2 separate regions of the Mus musculus genome follow, and region 2 is linked to region 1. Evidence: chromatin contacts called from public promoter capture Hi-C data. All regions are on one chromosome and are shown on one strand. The core of a region is the stretch at or near the end of the contact, and the rest is flanking DNA. Distances in the headings are between cores, read along the strand shown.

Region 1 (5,361 bases), core at 185-2,684:
TATACTCAAATAATTTACGACTTCCTGTGAATCCATCTTGTAAGGAGGATGCTCTCATTCCATGTACCCTGTGAGGTCAGGATTCTATCAGGACAATGGGGTGCTGACAGTCATTCTGGCAGGGATCCTAACTCTCACAGTCCTTTGGGAATGAGGTGCAAGTGGCCATGCAGAAGGTAAGTTGGCTCGTCACACCATGTTCCCACTGGCATCCTCCAGAGTCAAACACATATGCTTAGAAAGTAAGCAATGCAAGAGAGCCATGCATCTTAGCCTGCCAATCACACAGACGTCATTAGTAAAACCCGCAGATGAAGGGAAAGGATTCGGTTTGGAGTCTGGTTTTGTTTTATTTATTTATTTATCGCCCAGAGAGATTTTTTTAAAAAAGAGATTTCACTGCCGGCCTAGCATTAAGATTCCAGAGAGGAAAAGCTGGATTCCTGGTCTCTTAGGCTAGACTCCTGTTTTCCTTTCCAAGCACACAGCAGAAGCGCAGCCAGCTTCACTACCCAAGATCTGCCCCACAGAACAAAATGAGGAAAGCGACCACTATGCCAGGAATGGTGTTTTCCCAGACTCCTGCTTGGAGTTGATGAATTGACTACATTTTTATTTCTTTTCCCTTCCAGAAACCCTACTGGAATGACAAAAGAGGAAGTGGGGGATGAAAACCAAAACAAACCAACAGAAAACAACAACAACAACGCAAAACAAAAACAACAAAAACTCCAACCCCATGGCAAAGACAAACATACCACAGACAGAAGAGGAGAAACCACAGAGAATCTTTAACAGGCAGAAAGGAAGCAGACTGTTACTGACAGAAGAGACAAGGGCCAGGGACTTGGGCACCTGCCTTGTCTCCACGGCTGGACTTCCACATGCAGAGACAAGGGCTGATTCCTTGAGACCAGGTCCCAAGAGGCTCTGGGTTTGAGAGCAGGATACCAGCTGGGCCAAGGAGTTAACAGAACCTGTACTCCAACTCCTGGGCCTGAACCTCCACCCTCTTCCCTGCAGTCCAGGCCACTCTGTTAGGGACACCAGGACACTCCCCCACCCCTTGGGGGAAAAAGCCCTAGAGAAAAAATTCCACCATAGGCAATATTAAGAGCTACCTTGCTTGTAACCCACCCACCTACCCACCAGCCAATAGGCATTACCCTCCATGCACCCAGAACTCACCAACTGGCCACCAGAACCTCACTCAGTCTGGAATATGAACTAATATCAATAAGCTGCCAGATGGCTGGCCTTTGTTTTTCCCCATGTGTATGTGTCAAGTGTACATGCTAAGCCTTTGCCATGATCTGTACACTCATTTCATCAGATGCATCAGCGGGCTGATCCTCAGATTCACACTGTGCTTGTCTTTAGCTGAGTGAAACAAACCCCACAAAGCAAGCAGGTGCTTAAAGGGAAGTCTGCAAAGAAACCTCCGATCAAGCTACTGCTAACCCAGAGTGAGCAAGCGAGCGGGCGCGGGCGGGGGAGGGGGGGTCCGCGGAGCTGACCTTGCTCGGTTCTCTCTAGATCAGTCAATACAAATGCTTTGTGGAATAAAGAACTGTTGTTCAGAACAACAGAAATGACTAGAAAGACTTTAGGTAAAACACGGGTTGCTTTTCAACTATATTTGGTAATGACAACCCACCCCTAATCCACACTGAGGTCTTGAGGATCTGTGGAAGGAATGGCCAGTGAGGGCCTGAAGTCAGTAATGTGTCACATGTGACACTGAGCTACCAAATGACTTCACTAAACTTCATGGTTAATGTGCATATGCTTCATACAAGGTGCCATTAACAGCAAAGCCCCAACACACAAACACTACGATTCCTGTACAACACTATAGAGAAAAGCTCTGTACTCTTACCGTCGTAGAAGTGGCTAAAGATGCACAAAATCCAATGTGAGATCAAATTGGCACAAATCCCTCTGCCAGGTAGTACCTACTGTTGGCAGATGCTCTTGGGGCAGGGTTAATGTTTCAAGACTTAAAAATAGAATAAATTACACACCCTGGGGAAGCTTGCTTCCTAGTTGCACTGAAGTTGATTCTAGCAATCCCTGGCTTGGCATTGCTAAGTGACTGCTACATTGAAGAAAGGCTGTGTGTGGAAAGCCAAGCAGGATGAGTCACACATGACACTTTAGACACTGGTGAACACTGCCAGTCCCCAGAGGGGCAACTCAGCAGAATTCTACCTAGAGGCAAAACCCCCATACATAGTCCTTCCACTTCCTTTTTGGAGGGAAAGGTGAGACTCTATAGTAAGTCAGAAAGTAACACCTCCAGAGAAACTGAAGTTTTGAAACCAGAGTTGTATAAAAACCAGGTATTTGTAAGTTTCCGTGTTTGCCAGCTTGCCAAAACAACTGCACTTGGGCCAGCCATGAAAACTCTTCCATCCACAACTCCTTACAGAATGCTCTACGGAGCCCGTGAGAAGTGTGTCCCAGAGCTCTGGTCCATTTACTACCTGCTTTAGAACGTATCTGTTGGACTTCCAAAGAAGGACAAACCCCCTGGCCAATTTTGAAGTTTTCAGTAAAATATAATTTTATCATTTGAAAGTCAACAACAACAACAACAACAACAAAAGAAAGTCAACAAAATAAAAGTTCAGTACAGCTGGCAGGGGTTGATAAGAGAGGATGTGATAATTTGCCAAATACAGGCAGCGGTGATGTTCTGTCATTATCTGGATTTATGTATTTTTGTGAGGTGCAATTTTCAACAACAAAGCTATTAAAGCCAAGAAGCAAATGGCACAGAACTCAGAAGTAAGCTTCCAAAAAGTCACAATTAGGATACAACTTTGAAAAATAATTAAATAATTATAATACTTGCATCTAAAAAGAAAAGAAAGAAAAAAGTCTTTAATGAAAGCTACAGGTTCTTTGGTGTTCTAATTATTTATATACTTGATTGAACTTTTAGAGTTTGCAAATATGCTATAAAGTATATATTAGCATGTATACATAAATGCGTACATGTTAGTATGGGCACCCAACCTTTCAGTGCTTTGTTTTGAGAATTTTCAGTGTCTTTACCCATCAAACTCTAGGTGGAAAACAGAAAAGCTGGTGCTGGGCTTCGGGGAATAAAGAGTTCCAGGATCTTTCTAACACAGGTTTTTTTCCTGGGCGTAGAGTTGGTACCCCCTTCCCGTCTCACTCACCCCTTCCCTTCCCCCTTCCCAGACAGAGAGCCCATCCTTTCACACAGCCATGTGGTCAGGGCAACATCACCCGTTTAACCCCTGTCAAAACCTCCCCATAGGCTGCTTTTCCCCTGTTAACATGAAGTTTGCTGGTTCTAACCAAGCAGTAATGGGTGGAAACAGCACCAAGGGAAAACTGCATTTCCCAGGCCATGAGAAATAAAGGGAGGACTCCTTCCAACAAGCCCTATACCCAGCTCTGAAGTCTGGTAAGGCCACCGGCATCCTTTCCACCAAGACCCTGGAGTCCTGAAGTTGACTCCAGAGGTGTTAACCACGGTGGCCCAGCCTTTCTCGTGGCATTTTAAAATGAAGCAAGAGTCCAGTGTACTCTCCTCCCATTGGCTTGTGTGAGCAGTCATTTAAAGTTTCAAAACCCCAAGTGTGTAGGCTACAACTGTGTTATTCCAAGGGGGTGAAGCTCAGTGGCCATGTGCATTCAGCATGCGTGGTGTGCTAGGGTCTATCCCTAGCAACATGCATGCACGAGCTAAAGATTGTATGGGTAAACTCTTAGTACATAAGTCATGTTGTATGCCTATAATAGTTCCTTATCCCTCATTTTCTACTGAAAAACTTTAATTAAGCTTTGAACTTTCCTATATGGTGTGCTGAACAGATATTCATGGAATTTTGTGGGGTTTTTTTGGGTGGGGGTGGGGGGTTGACACATTCTTTGGCCTAAAATTGTTTTAGCCATGTGTAAGTAAATAAATGCACTGTAAGGGAAAAGCAAACAAGCAAACTGAGAAGCAACTCAAATTTTATCTAAAAAAAAGAAATAACTGTTTAGCAAACCATCTCCACAAGCTTGTGAATTCAAGCAAGTCTCAGGCAGGCATTCAGAGGACATGTTTCACATAACTCGCCTTTGTGAAGGAAAGAATTTCTGCACTTTGAGGGTATTCTTTTCTTATGAGGTATTCTAAAAATCTTTCAGCTTAGATTTTACCGCGCCTACACACAGTCAGATACAGTCGACTACAGAAAATCCTTTATAGATTAAAAAAAAAATTAACTTATGTGAGATAGACTACTCTTGAACTCTAGGCAGCCAACAATGACCTTGAACGTGAGCCCCTTCTGCTCCCATCTCCTAAGAGCTGGGGTTAGAGGCTTGCACCATTGCACGGTGCTAGTTAGATTTATTTGTTTGTTTTTGTCAACTTGACATAAGCTAGACCCATCCGGGGAAAGTCCTCCTTGCTTGAGGAAGAGCTTCCATCAGCTTGACATACACACGAGTCTGTGGAGCATTTTTTTTGATTAATGATTGATGTAAAAGGGGCCAGCTCACTGTGGGTGGTGTTGCCTCTGAGCAAGTAGTTGTATAAAAAAGGCAGCTGAGCAAGCCAGTAAGTAGCACTCCACCATGGCCTCTGCTGTAGCTCCCGCCTCCAGGTTCATGCTTGAGTTCCGCACTGACTTGCCTTAGGACAGGCTGTGATGTGGAAGTGTAAGATAATTAATCCTTTCCTCCCCCCAAGTTGCTATTGGTCATGGTATTTATCATGGCAATAAAGAGTAAACCAGGACACATTACTATGCATGGTTTTATGTGGTGCTGGGGGCTGGGCCTGAGCACCATGCATGCTAGGCAGGCACTCCAACGGCTGAGCTACATCCCAAGCCCCTATTTTCTATTTTGGTGTGAAGTATAGAACAAGATTGTGTGCAGAGATCACACCCAAGACTCTATCCATGCTCAGCCAGTGCTCCACCTCAGAGCTATATATGCCCTAGCCTCAAATCGGATACTTGAAAACTTTTTCTGAGATGCTTGCATAGACACTAATAACGCACTAAAGTGCTTTGCAAATAACATACATCAAACAAGTAGCATGGGGGAAAAAAAATCAACTTGCAGCCAGCTTTAGCTACTTTGTGGGTTCTTTTTTCCATCCTTTCAACCCTAACACTAGATAGGAGAGAAAAAAAGAATAGAGGGGGAGAGGAGGCTGCCTTACCATTAGACTACTTCCTGCTGCTTAGGGGTGTCAAGTTTCCTTGGGGCAAGTTTGATCTTCAGTCAGGATATCTAATTTCTTCTTCTTGCTTCTTTGCACATGACTACTTAACAAACTACAACCAACCAACAGCCTCGGGCCCTAGCATTTATATACCCTAAGAG
Region 2 (5,412 bases), core at 469-2,968, 280 kb after region 1:
GTTTGGTTTCATTTACAAGACATTCCAGAAAATGCAAGATTATAGAGAAAGAAGAGAGAGCAGTGGCTCAAGGAAAGTAGGGGAGAGAGGCTTGATGTCAAAGAAAGATGAAGGACACTTGGGATGACAGAAATGTCCTATGTTCATGGTGGCAGTTGTCCCCACAACTTTAAACCCTGGTCAAAGCTCACCAACTGTGTGTTTTAAATAAACATGAATCCCTCCCCCAAAAACCTGAATACAAGACATATTGAGTCAAGAAAAGTCTATACAAAGATCAAAACACTGATTTAAATTATTTCATAAAAAAATCTCTTTATGACTTGTAATATTGTATTTTTAAGACATGTGTATGATGTACTAGCGCAGGACATGCCTATAAAAGTCAAACCGATCTCACTACACGTCTGTCTTTGCCATTTACTAGAAAAGTGACTTTATGCCAACTACTTAGCTCATACCTCATAAAATTAGGGTGGGGCTTATATGACTCGCGTTAAAAGCTCATAACTCTCTGGCTTAGAATAAGTGTTCACCAAATGTCCATTTAGAAATGGCCTAGGTGGGAGAGCATGCATACTAGTACACAGTCAAACATACACCCACACGCACACATGCGCACACACAGTTTATAATGTCATAGGAAAACACTGGGACTAGCACACATGTAAGTTAGAGCAATGGTATAAAATAAGGAATGCTTTGTGGGCCTGGAGGAGCGAGACTTTCTGGAGGAAATCTTGACGATAGATATGAAAAATGAGCAATGGTTTTTGGACCAATTAAGGGAGTAAAGGGCAGAAAATGTCACTGTGTACTTGAGAAATTATTATATTTATATACATATAGGGGGCTGGAAAAAGGAAGATAATGAATTGCGTTAGTTAAGATATTAGTCAAAGTTTAACCAAAATATAGAAATCACGTGATATATTTGCCCACAAATACTTTGATAGAAATAGTTGTTAAACATGTAAAAATCTGCTTGTTAGGTGATTAAGATGGCAGGAAGAGGAAAGTCACAACTGTGAACAACAGAAGTTGGAAAGGTCACAACTGTGAGATGCATCCGGCCCTGTTAGGGCCGAGAGAACAGAGAGCAGGTGGGACAGGAGTCTGCAAAGTGTAAGGGGTGGAGAGATGGACCCCTAAAGGAAACTGACGGGCTCTTTCTGGTGACTGCACCAGCCCAGCTTGATAAGTAGAAATGAAGGAAGAGTCGGCCTGGAAGATAAACAGTGCCCAGGAGAGCACAGCTGGGAAAGGAAATGGGGATTTGGAATGAGAAGCTGGGGGAGGGGGTGAGGTAGAAGAGACTGGAAATAAGGCAGCGGGGGGTGGGGGGTGGCATCAAACAGGCAAACAGTTTGGGGACAATGCCTTTTCCTAAGAAAATTACAAACATTCGAGCAATAGAGGGACAAGACCAGAACAATTATTTCCGGGGGACTGGGAAGGGGGAAGGGGGAGAGGGATGGGGCGGTGTACATCTATGGTGTAGAGGAAAAACCGGGAGGAGAAACTAGAGTCATTAGCTGCGATGACCTGGAATGTGGTGGCAGTAAGAACATGAGAAAGATCTAGTAAGGGAAGGAGCCAATTAACTGATGGCTTCTTTACTGAGAGGATGGCTAGGGGGCAGAGGGCGAGAGAGCAAACAGGATCGTCTTTATTTGGGCCGTTGGAAAGAATATCTGAAGACGAGGAAGGGAGGGAGAGGAGGAGATTTTGAGCCTTGTTAGACTTGCCATGGCACGATTGTGGTTCCTGCAGGATTGATTGATCGATCACTTTGGAGCTGGACAAAGGGAGCCTTGGGGCTAAGAACTAATTCCGGGCAGAGCACGCATGCGCAGCCCAGCGTCGCCTAGCAACAAACATCAACACAGACCCTCAGAGGCCAGTGGAGTTTGCCACATGTACAGAGCCACTGCTTCTTGAGACTTGACTCCGCGCAGGTAAACGACAGGCACGGATGCACACCTGTCCCGAGGGTTGGAGAGGCCAAGGACTAGAAGACAGGGCAAACTGTAGCGTTCAGTGCACAGGTGGGGACCGTTGGGACAAAGGAACAGTACACCAGACAAACTGTCCCAGACCTGCACCCGCAGTTACGAGGTCACTTAACGGAGCAAACCTGGAGCTCTAAGAGCGATTTGAGGAGCTAAGATCCAGTCACTTGACTGTAAGCGATTCTTGAAGTAGGACCTTACCTGCTTCAGCCCTCCACTGCGGCTTTAGTTCTGCTTAAAGGCAGCTTCTGCCTTAGCGACTACCTAAAGCTCAGAGACTGAGAGGGCTGCAGGAGAGAATGGGGAAACAAATAACAAATAGGGCAAATGTGGCTATGAAACGTATTCATTTAAGCCACACCCATTGTCATAATCAGTACAATGAACCTGGTACCTATTCATCCCGCTATCTTTTAGCTGTTTCCAAAAAAAAAAAAAAAGGTAGGTGGGTGAATTTTGTGTATATCCAAAGACGTTCGTTGCAGCCTTGGCCATAATTCCAGAAAACTGGAAATGGATGCTAGATGAGTAATGAACTTGAAAAAACATTATTTAAATGATATGCTGACCAATGGAGAATAAATGGAAATGGAAAGGTTTTGAACTTGCCCTTTAATAATTTCTTAGGAAAATGGTCCCAGGTAAGGAAATTGACAATCGGCAATACAATTTAGGCAAGATGGTAAAACAAAAACAAAAACAAAAACAAAACAAACAAAAACCAAAACAACAACAACAAAAACAAAAACCCACTTATCTTTGGTAAATTTTACTTTGTTCATTGTGTCTATGGCAAATTGCTCCCACTTATACCAGAGGATTACATCTAAGCCCCTGAACAGCCATCCTACACCCAATATAGTGGTAAAATCCAGCCGCCTCTAACTTTGGAGCATTGCCCAGGACCCATCCATGTTTGCAATGCTGTGTGTATTTATTCTCTGCACTGTTCATTATTCAACTGTTCAAAACATCATCCAGGAATAGAAGACATTAGTCTGAGGACAACTGAGATAACTCCACATAGTTTTGTGTGGGTGTAACTTGTCTCCTGAATGTCCTTTAGCAGGAATTGTTATAAATCAGTTGCTGGTATGTCTTTCAATAGCTTATGAACTTATTTTGACCTATGAACTTACCCCTGTGCCTACGATAGCTTCTCGCTGTTCTGGAATAGTTCCTGTGTGTCTTCCTGAATGAAACAAGCTCAAAACCAAGGGCCTATGTACTTTTCAAGTATGTATGAGTATTTGAAATTTTAGAAGAAATGTTGGTGCTAATATATAAAAAGAAAATTGGAAATTGGTATTTTAATGTTTTACTAATGGTACATTTCCATACATTTTAAGATAGTTTTCTCATTTTGTAAGAATTTTCATGTATCCACTAGTTGCTGAGTGAATTCTAAAGCAATCCTGATGAAAAATTTGGGAACTAGAGAGATGGGTGAGTGATTAAGAGGACTTTGTTTGGTTCCCATCACCCACATTGCAGCTCACAAGTTTATAACTTCAGTTTCAGGGGTCCAACACCCTTTTCTAGCCTCCTCAGGCACCCAGCATGCACATGGTACACATATATGAAGGCAAAACACAGTATACATAAAATGAATACATCTAAATATTATTTATACAGACATATTTAGTGGAGGCTATGGGTGTTTTGTTTTTAACATTTAAGTATAGTGTATAAGGCATAAGGTAGCCCAGTATAGAGTAAGCCTGACTAGTTCCTCACAGACCTTAGGGCTCAAAGGCTTGAAGTCAGTCGCATGGAATAGATGCCTTTTAGAAGTGTTTGAGTTATTTGGCCTTTGAATGTGTACATCGCATTCTGCCCAGTGTCTATAAAACCAGATATTGCTTTTGAGCTCTGACAAGCAATTTGAACTATTCCTGACTCTGAAGGCCCTATCCTATCCCATCCTAAGGTTTCTCATCGGTCTCTGGTAACTTACTCTTCTTTTCACCAAAGCGTTATTCACAGGAAAATAGAGCTAATGATTTTCATAATACTGAATTCATATCATGGGCTAGATACCGCAAGTGCACAACATATTTGCATAAAACAAACAAACAAACCCACAGAGTTGGTGAGTTGTGCTGTGATTTTTCTTGTTTAATAACACCAGTGTTCAGCAATCTTACCAAAAAGTTCCTTGAAAATCAATGTTTCCAACAGGGACGTCCATAATATTTTGTGCATATGCTGTAATTCCAACATCAACTGCATGCTTTAGTTGGTAAAATGTGAAGAAGAAATGACGCTCCTCCTGAGAACATAGATAACTGAGATCATGGAAGATGTACCAATTTATGATGTACAGATCATATTTTTGCTTCTTTTTTTTTCTAGGATGGGTAAAAAGATAAAGAAGGAAGTTGAACCTCCCCCTAAGGATGTGGTAAGTTTCTGGTGCAAATACCAGCAACACATTAACCACTAGTTTTAAAAATACATTGTTCCAACAGTTTGCCATGTCCCACAGTATACATGAGTGCAGCGTGGCAGACGTCCAAAGTCTGACTAATGATATTAGTCAGAGAAACCTAACAGTATGTAAACAAGCATTTATAACATTGTCATTACATAATTAGCACAATTAGACAGCAATTACTAAATCTTCTAGTATGTAGATAGCATGTTTACAGTCTAGTTAATGGATACATAGTTTCATTGTGTTCTTTTAAATACTGCAAATTTCTATTCGCTGGTTGATATGAATTAGCCATGGAATTTTCAAAAATAATGAAAAGTTATGCTACAGCTCGTCTATATTGTGTATGGTATTTCCTGAGAGTCTTGGACATGAGATCTCCTGTATTGTATTTTCCAATAGGAAAATAATCTGGGGTCACCAACTCCTTATCTTTCAAATACTGAACATAAACACAGCCTCTTACTGCATGCTCCTTTGCTCCTAAATGCATGGTTTATCAGTTGACTTTAATCAATTACTGAAAGACTGTATTACAGTGGAAAACAATTGTTGATGATTCTGACTTTGAAGTCTCATTTCAAAACACACATTTGGTGAGTTTGTCTTCAAAGAGAATACATATAGAAATGAGATATTTCCAAATTTGCAGAAATCAGAAAGTACTGCAGAAAATTAACTTCCTGATTGGAGTGTTACAGTCAAGGTCAGAAGCTTTATCTCATCATGGTTCCTGGTGAACTGTATTAATCACTTTGACCATGTTGCCAAATTTGGCCAAACTATTTCAGATTTCTTTATCTTTAAAATAAGAATATCACTTACCAACTCTTTTGGATTGCAATATTATTAAGTCAAAATAAATTACATGACATTCTCAGTGTTTGACATAGATTCAGTAAATATCTGTTAGTGCAAGACTCTTCTCTTCCCACACCACATGTGACTACCAATGTATTTGAT

Evidence for each region. Promoter capture Hi-C pulls out the DNA fragments that hold promoters and counts their contacts.
Region 2: a promoter capture Hi-C map of pre-B cells shows a contact between it and region 1, with 2.6 times the contacts expected there. The contact joins the promoter of Armc3 here to the enhancer-like site in region 1. A contact is called at or near these places in 3 of 39 promoter capture datasets (hippocampal neurons, liver and pre-B cells) and 1 of 9 other capture datasets (embryonic stem cells).

The regions. Positions count from the first base shown.
Region 1 is chr2:18,915,382-18,920,742 of GRCm38.p6, forward strand. The region is part of intron 1 of Pip4k2a (phosphatidylinositol-5-phosphate 4-kinase, type II, alpha); the gene reads right to left. Among named protein-coding and RNA genes, the nearest start is that of Gm33534, 39 kb to the left of the region's middle. Within about 2 kb of position 1,435, at least 102 of the 459 cell types and tissues checked have an H3K27ac peak or open chromatin away from gene starts, as enhancers often do. A contact at or near this core is called in pre-B cells, where this site is marked.
Region 2 is chr2:19,197,400-19,202,811 of GRCm38.p6, forward strand. Armc3 (armadillo repeat containing 3) reads left to right here and starts at 1,719. Exons shown (of 20, transcript NM_001081083.2): 1 at 1,719-1,958; 2 at 4,368-4,416. The coding sequence starts at 4,369.